2 separate regions of the Sus scrofa genome follow, and region 1 is linked to region 2. Evidence: chromatin contacts called from public Hi-C data. All regions are on one chromosome and are shown on one strand. Each heading gives the region's core, a stretch centred on a gene start, on an enhancer-like site or on the middle of the called end of the contact. The rest is flanking DNA. Distances are from core to core; before and after follow the strand shown. Region 1 has its middle 48 kb from the start of HDAC2. Region 2 has its middle 9.5 kb from the start of RFPL4B.

The links. A called contact is a pair of places that touch in the nucleus more often than the background predicts.
Region 1: a Hi-C map of fetal skeletal muscle shows a contact between it and region 2, with 2.7 times the contacts expected there. The contact joins two enhancer-like sites. A contact is called at or near these places in 1 of 5 promoter capture datasets (fetal skeletal muscle) and 20 of 47 Hi-C or Micro-C datasets (adipocytes, adipose tissue, alveolar macrophages and 12 more).

Annotation. Positions count from the first base shown.
Region 1 is chr1:79,851,141-79,855,276 of Sscrofa11.1, forward strand. No RefSeq gene overlaps it. Among named protein-coding and RNA genes, the nearest start is that of HDAC2, 48 kb to the right of the region's middle. Within about 2 kb of position 1,636, at least 2 of the 83 cell types and tissues checked have an H3K27ac peak or open chromatin away from gene starts, as enhancers often do. A contact at or near this core is called in fetal skeletal muscle, where this site is marked.
Region 2 is chr1:78,300,857-78,304,618 of Sscrofa11.1, forward strand. No RefSeq gene overlaps it. Among named protein-coding and RNA genes, the nearest start is that of RFPL4B, 9.5 kb to the right of the region's middle. Within about 2 kb of position 1,700, at least 2 of the 83 cell types and tissues checked have an H3K27ac peak or open chromatin away from gene starts, as enhancers often do. A contact at or near this core is called in fetal skeletal muscle, where this site is marked.

The DNA.
Region 1 (4,136 bases), core at 386-2,885, 1.6 Mb after region 2:
TGAACCTTTCCACAGAAAAGAAACTCATGGACTTGGAGAATAGACCTGTGGTTGCAGAAGGGAAAGGGGGGGAGGGGGAGGGGGAGGGAGTGGGATGGACTGGGAATCTGGGGCTAATAGATGCAAACTATTGCCTTTGGAATGGATCAGCAATGAAATCCTGCTGCATAGCACTGGGAACTAGATTTAATCACTTATGATGGAGCACGATGGAGGATAATGTGAGAAAAAGAATGTATATATGTGTGTGACTGGGTCTGTTTGCTGTACTGTAGAAAATTGACAGAACAATGTAAATGAGCTATAAAGAAAAAAATAAAAATCATTAAAAAAATAAATCTATCTGTTCCTGGTTTTACTTACATTTAATCTTACTCCACATTTTTAAAGGGTTGATTATTAAAAAATTTATTAGATGCAAAATCTACCATCTTCAACCCATTCTTTTTAGTAATTCGGACCACAGGGGTACATGCTCAATTGCACAGTACATTAGTGAGGAAGTAGCATTAAAAAATCAGGTGGAAAATTTGTTTCAAAAAAAAAAAAATCAGTGGGAGTTCCCATCATGAAGCAGTGGATACAAATCTGACTAGGAACTATGAGGTTGTGGGGTCAATCCCTGCCCTCGCTCAGTGGGTTAAGGATCCAGCACTGCTGTGAGCTGTGGTGTAGGTTGCAGATGCCCCTCAGATCTGATGTGGCCACAGCGTGGGCCAGCAGCTGTAGCTTCAGTTGGACCCCTAGCCTGGAAACCTCCATTTGCTGTGGGTGTGGCCCTAAAAAGCCAAAAAAAAAAAAAAAATTCAGTGAATAAAAGTAACACATGAATTAACCAATATAAAAGTTTAAACATTATACTGTTCATAACAGCACAGTATACAATGTTTTGTACACAGGGAGCATTCAATATGTATTCGTTGAATAGATTCTACAGAAATTTATTTTGAATGTGAGAAGTGTTGCTAAAACTGCACATTCAGAATGAGAACTCTCATTTGTTGGAAAAAAAACATACAAAATACTGATGATCGTACTGACTGTAAAATGTTACCATTTGGTATCCACCATCACCTTTCCAGTTAGAACTATGTAGAAGTATTTTTATGGATATACCAAAACTTTTTGATTCACTTGGATGGAAGATTACCTAAAATCTAGCCACCCTGATAGCTATTTTCAAAAAACTATGATCCTATTTTTGTACTCCAAAAATACTTTTATATTTGTGCAATAGGGATACAAGAACCTTGAGAATTTTATTTTCTTCAGAGTGATAAAATCCATTTTCCTAAGAGGATCAAAGGACGAGAAAATTTTTTGAAGTTTCTAAGAGAAAGTAAATGTGGCTCCAAGTTCACTTTCCAAAGCGGGAAGCAGAGATTTTTTTTTCTTTTTTTTTTAAGGATAGCATGGAACTTGAGAATCAGAAAAAGTTTTTTTTTCCAATCATTAATCATGTTTATAATTTGGTTCTAAAATCATTATGACTATACATATTTCCAAAAAGATTTTAGTGTCTTATGTAATCAGCAATGTAGTCACTTAAAAAACATGTGGAAATTGCAGAGCTAAATAGCGGACATGTATTTATTACATTTGGTCATGCCCATACTCTAGGGATGGCTAAATGTGTGTGTATAGTACTCCTTTGTCTCCTCTTAGAAAACCCTCCAGAGCTCTGCTATGAATTACATTGTTTAAATATGTCCACATTCAATTTCGGGAGAGTTATTCCCAAGTCAGTTTCAAACTGAACACATGTTGCATCTGTTTTCTGTTTGTGAATACTGAATGCTTGGCACTTTAATTGGGGTATTTTTCTTTGGAATGAAATAATTTCAAATATTCGCTTAATCAAAACATCAGTTTCCTTTTCCAGTTTCCATCGTGGACTGTTGGTAGGTTTCCCAGACCTGGCCTCCTGTGCGGTGGTGAGGGACGCACCTTCCCTTGACGTGCAAGAGGGAACAGAGAGCAGCAATAACCGGATCCCTGGCTCATCCCGTCCGCATGTCCCATGCCCTCTAGATTCCACTGACCTGCATTCAAGTGCTCTGGAAGGTCTTAACTGTCTCATATTCTTCTGATAATTCACAAACACTTTTTTCTTAGAAAATTTTAATGGGTGCAGAAAAATTCTCCCCACAAAGTCCTGTGAAGCCACTAGAACCTCACAGCTCTCTTCCCTGCCAGATGCAATCAAAAGCTTTTAAGGACCTTGATTTGGGCAGTATATGTGTATAAGATAACCTGGTGACAGGGTATAGGGTTGAGCAGTGTGGATTAAAGCAGAAAGAACTTGGAGGAAAGGAAGGTAAACTAAGAGGCTGTTGTCCATGGGGAAAATGAGGAAGGTTATTCCAGTAGAACTGAAAGAAAGCAGCACATGCTCCTTGGAAAAGCAGACTTCAGAGTAAAAAAGGCCTAGGCTTGAATCAACGCTCAACCACTTGGGAACTCTGACCCCCAACCTCTCCAAATGTTTCTCTACTTAGAAAATGGATGTGAAACCAGCTTGTATAATTCTTGAAAAGACTGAATTACGGTATTTTAAATGCCTACTATATAATGTTAATATATGATCTTAAATAGACAAAATTTAAAGATACTGTGAAGGAAGAAACAAATAAAGCCCAATGGATTGAATACAGGAAATGAAGGAGAAAGATATTCAAAGATGAGGAGTTTCCATCGTGGCTTAGTGGTTAACGAATCTGACTAGGAACCATGAGGTTGCGGTTTGATCCCCGCCCTTGCTCAGTGGGTTAATGGTCCAGCATTGCCGTGAGCTGTGGTGTAGGTCGTAGACACGGCTTGGATCCCCTGTTGCTATGGCTCTGGTGTAGGCTGGCAGCTACAGCTCCGATTAGACCCCTAGCCTGGGGACCTCCATATGCCGTGGGAGCAGCCTAAGAAATGGCAAAAAGACAAAAAAATTAAAAAAAAAAAAAGATATTCAAAGATGAGAACACACCGAGCCCATGAACATCCATTTCTCTGATGTACTGGCCACACAAAAGACACTTTATTTCCCCATAAAAATTAATACTTAATAAACTAACTAAGGAATGATGAGGTGAAATAACTTGCCTTAAATCAGGCACTAATAGTGACAGAGAATAGGACTCCAAGTTTGGCCTTTTACTCACCCCATTCCCTTTCTTTTCCTTCTCTTTCTGAAGAAAAATTGTAGGCAAGGCTGAGCCAAGGAGGGTACCCATAGCTGGAGGAGCCTCAGGGTGGGTTGTCAGAGTCTGAGCAGGCTGAGGGGCATCCACAGAGCTGAGCAACTCTCTCACTCCTGCCCAGACAGCCTGAAGTCACTCAGCGGCGCTCACTGGGCATGGGCTGGGCCAGAGGTTTCAAGATGGCTTCACTCATGTGTCCAGGTGCCTTGGGGGTGGGGAGGGCCGCTGAAAGACTGGGCTCAGCTAGGACTCTCAACTGGAGTGTTTGTAGGGACCTTTCCAGCAGGGCAGTTACAGGGTGGTCAGGTTTCTTACAAGGCAGCTGGGTTCCCCTGAAGCGCATGTCCCAGGAGCACAAGGAAGAGGCTGAATGCTGTTTTATGCCCCAGCCTTGCAAGATCTGTACTGCTTTGGTTGAAGCAGTCAAAGCCCACCCAGATCCAAGGGCAGAGGACCTAGATACCACCTCTTGGTGGGAGGGCTGTCAGAATATGCAGGCAGTTATTAAAAGTGCCACATCCCCTTAACTGGTCTTACTGCTTTCATTCCTGCCTCTCAACAATTTAGTCACCACACGGCAGCCAGAATAACTGTTTTCAAATGTGAACCATGTCACGTTACTTTCCTGCTTCAATCTCCTGAGTGGCCTCAGTCTTACCTGTGATATCTCCCACAGGCTCCTCTACCCAGCTCCGCCTTGCGCTCTTCTCTTGTGCTTTACTCCACGGGCTCCAGCCACACTGTTCTTTCCATTTCTCAAATGTACTAGAGTTTTGCTGCCGCAGGCTGCTGCGTGCTGCTCCCTCTGTCTGGAGTCTGACACCCAGCTCTTCATTAGGTGAATTACTGCTCATTCTTTAGACCTCAGCTGAAAAGTCAGACTTTGCTGACACCCTTTCTCCCTTCATCCTCTCTCCCTTGCATCTCAATCTAATTTAATTTCCT
Region 2 (3,762 bases), core at 450-2,949:
GGATGTCAGTTCCATCCCTTAGTGTTAAGGATCTGGTGTTGCCTTGAGCTGTGGTGTAGGTCACAGACACGGCTTGGGGTCTGAGGCTGCTGTGGCTATGGCTAGGCTGACAGCTATAGCTCTGATTCAACCCCTAGCCTGGGAACTTCCATGTGCTGTAAGTGCAGCCCCAAAAAAAAAAAAAAAAGAAAAAAGAAAAAAGTCATACTAGAGCCCTTTTGGACTAAAGAATAAGAGGGAAATACCCAACTCAGAAAATCACACAGTGGGAGTTCCTGTTTCTCAGTGCCCTGGCTTGTTTCCACACTGTGCTGCTGTGATTCCTATTTCTTTTCAGACACTTGTTTCTCAGAGACTGAATTCTTACTCACCTACACAAGGAGTCATCTTATACTGTTATTCTCCCTGGAGGAATCTTTATGGACCGTGCCTATCATGTTAGGAGAAAGGGTATTTGGCATCGTGGCATTTCAAGCTCTCTGCTAATGCGCAGAGTTTCTCAGCAGTCGGCAGACTCCTAGCAAAGCTGATCTTACTAGGGGTCACTAGTACTAGGAACAAGTGTGTGCCAACCATGTACTAGGCACAGAGTCTAATTAACTATTAAATTGATATTCACCCAGTATTCAGTTATTATAGTATTGGTGATTTGGTAATTAAATCCATAATGAAATTCTATTTGGATTTCAAAATCTCTTTCCCCACTCACCTATCAGAATGCTAACAATCTCAGTTAACTAAACCCATATGTGACATTTCTGTGGTATGCATTGTCTCCTTTCCTTTGGCCTCATTCTTGCAGAGAAAGGACCTGAAGTTAGGTACCAAGATGAAAAAATGGAAGAGGATGGATCAAATAGAAACTGCTGACCTTTGAACTGATAATCCTAGAAGGCAAATAAAACAGATCTACATGAAAATTTTCCTTTCCTCTACATATACCTAATTCAGTCATTTTAGAGTTGTGAGCTTTGGGTTTGGATTTTTTTTTTTATTACTCAATGAATTTTATTACATGTATAGCTATACAATGATCATTGCAACCCAATTTTATAGTATTTGGGACTGGATTTTTTTAAAAATCCAAAACGGATTGGCTTTTTGCCTGTTCTCTATCAAGAAAAGGGATCACGAATTTTATTCACTGATTTCCCTCAGTGAGACAATTTCTTGTCTAATTTTACTGCACCGTTCCTAAAAGAATCATCCTATTGATCTCGATGGCTCTAACTGCATAAGTTCACATCTCTCATTTATATCTTTTTGTAATATTCATAAAACCTCCCACAAGTGGAAGGGAAGTGACACTCATTGATTGGTTTCCTGATTGCCATCAAGGTTAGAATGAAAAATATTGCGGGCTGGGGCTCCAGTTCCCTCAGAGACGCGGTAGATGGCGCTGTGCTACACAGATTCTGCCTCAGCCTTGCAGGGGCAACGGACTGGGAGATAATGTAATCTCTGGACAGGAGTGTTGTTTTTTTCCAGCCCAGAGGAAGAGGTTATCCTCCTAGGAAATGATTTCTCTACATAAACTTAGTTTTGCCAAATCAGTGATTTGAACTGTTTTGACACCAAAAGAATCTTAAGTGTCTTTAAGCCTGAAAAAAAAAAAAATCTGTACTTGAAAACTCTTCAATGCATGGAATAATCTTTTGGTTATATGATGTGCTGACCTCCCTGCACTTCATTTTTTATTAATCCCTAACCCAAGATCACTCTGGGAAACTACAGTTAAGTCCTCTGGACATTTCATTAGCGCCAGCTGGATATACTTTAGTGATTTGACTTTTCAACAACATGGGTGGACTAATTTGTTCATCTCAAGGCCATGTTAATCAGGCGACTGTTCTTGGGTTATTTTAAAGCATTTTAATGTTTTTGCGTAGTATCTCCCCTAAAACTTGCTAATTATTTTCCAATAGCCCTAAAAATTATGTAAGATATGTTAAAATTTTTATTACAGAAGAGATAGGCATCTGGAAAAGTTTTATTGAAGATTTTAAAACTGTGACTACTTCATTAATAAGCAAAGAAATCATTTCTAATTTGCTGCTTATTCTTAAATGCTAGCAAAGGAGATCTTGGCCAAAACAAGTAACAGATATTTTTAAAAAAGAGAATTTCCCTAGAATAGACACTCTTAAAGGAAAGGAGAGATGTTATGCATACACTGTGTATAACAATTACACCGAGACTTAATAATTTAAGTAGACACATATGCACGCTTGCACTCTCAAACTGCCCTCCTGTCTGGGTTTTTGCCCTTGAATTGGAAGCTTTGCTCTGACCTCCATTTTGCAGCGTGTGTGGCCTGCCTGGCCTTTCTCACTCGGACTAATACGCTACCTCATATTTACTTTTGCAGACCTCTTTGTCCATTTAGAGTTTAGACCTGTATCCAATTACACGGTCCCCTGGAACTCCTGCTTTGGCTCTTCCTGACCTGACTCTTTTCTTCTAGCCCAAGTTCGGCTGAACTGCAAGGCATTCTTAGAGTTGCTTCTGTTGGACTGGAAGCCATTGGATTCCAGAATTGTGTTGTTGATTGCAGGGATCTCTTTCCTCAGAGTCTTTAGCATAGTCTCTTTTGCGGGTTGCTTTTCCTTTTTCCTTAAATGCTGTTGCTTTTCAGGGTTCTGTCCTAGGCCTTCCTTTTTATTTTGCACACCTTTCATGGGCAATCCCAATCACTTCCCTATCTTCCAGTTACCATTTACATGTGCAGGTTAACCCCTTCCATGTCCAAATTTGCAGCCCAGACCTTGAGAATCAGAACTGAAGCTACCTCACATCTGTAGAGATGCTCAGATGCCTAATTGGCATCTATAGCAGAGGCATGGGATACAGGGGCATATTAATACATTGTTTGTGGTAGGAGAACATGAATCAGTAAAGAAATTCATTATAGGAGTTCCCGTAGTGGCTCAGTGGTAATGAATCCGACTAGGATCACTAGAATCCATGAGGATGAGGGTTCGATCCCTGGCCTTGCTTAGTGGGTTAAAGATCCAGCATTGCTGTGAGCTGTGGTGTAGATTGCAGATGAGGCTTAGATTTGGTGTTGCTGTGGCTGTGGTATAGGCTGGCAACTACAGCTTCAATTTGACCCGTAGCTTGGGAGCTTTCATATGCTGCAGGTGTGGCCCTAAAAAGCTAAAGAAAGAAAGAAATTCATTACAAGCTATCAATTCTTAATACTTGTTGGACACTTCCTGTGAACAGTCATGGATAATTGGAATTATTTTAGGACAGGGGAGAGCTTGGTTAGGAAATAAAACTATACCAGTTATTTCCATTCCATTCATGTAGGATAGAATAGTTGACATTGCTTGCAAAGGTCTTTGGTACTATTCTAAGAAATGAGCAATTAAATGGTATGAGGGTTCTGAAAAGAAGCTGTCTAAAAACAGACCAAAATATGTTGTCCTCTGTTATCTATCTATACATAGATGTGGTTAAAAAGATGCATCATTACATACCACAGGCTGTCTTGTCTATTTTGCAACAGTATTTACCTTCTCATATATTTATATTACCTCTCTTAATTGGGCTGTAACATATAGGGCATCGCCTGTATTATTCCTGTTTGAGATCGCCTAAGTATTTAACAGTGTGTGAATCTCAAATATAGACAATGGATGTTTGTGTGCAAGCCTTGGGATGTTGCTGGCTCTTCTTATTTTGGTTTGTTTATTTAGATTTACCTCATGACAATGCTCAGCATGCTGCTAAGAAAGCCTGTTGCATTTAGATGATAGT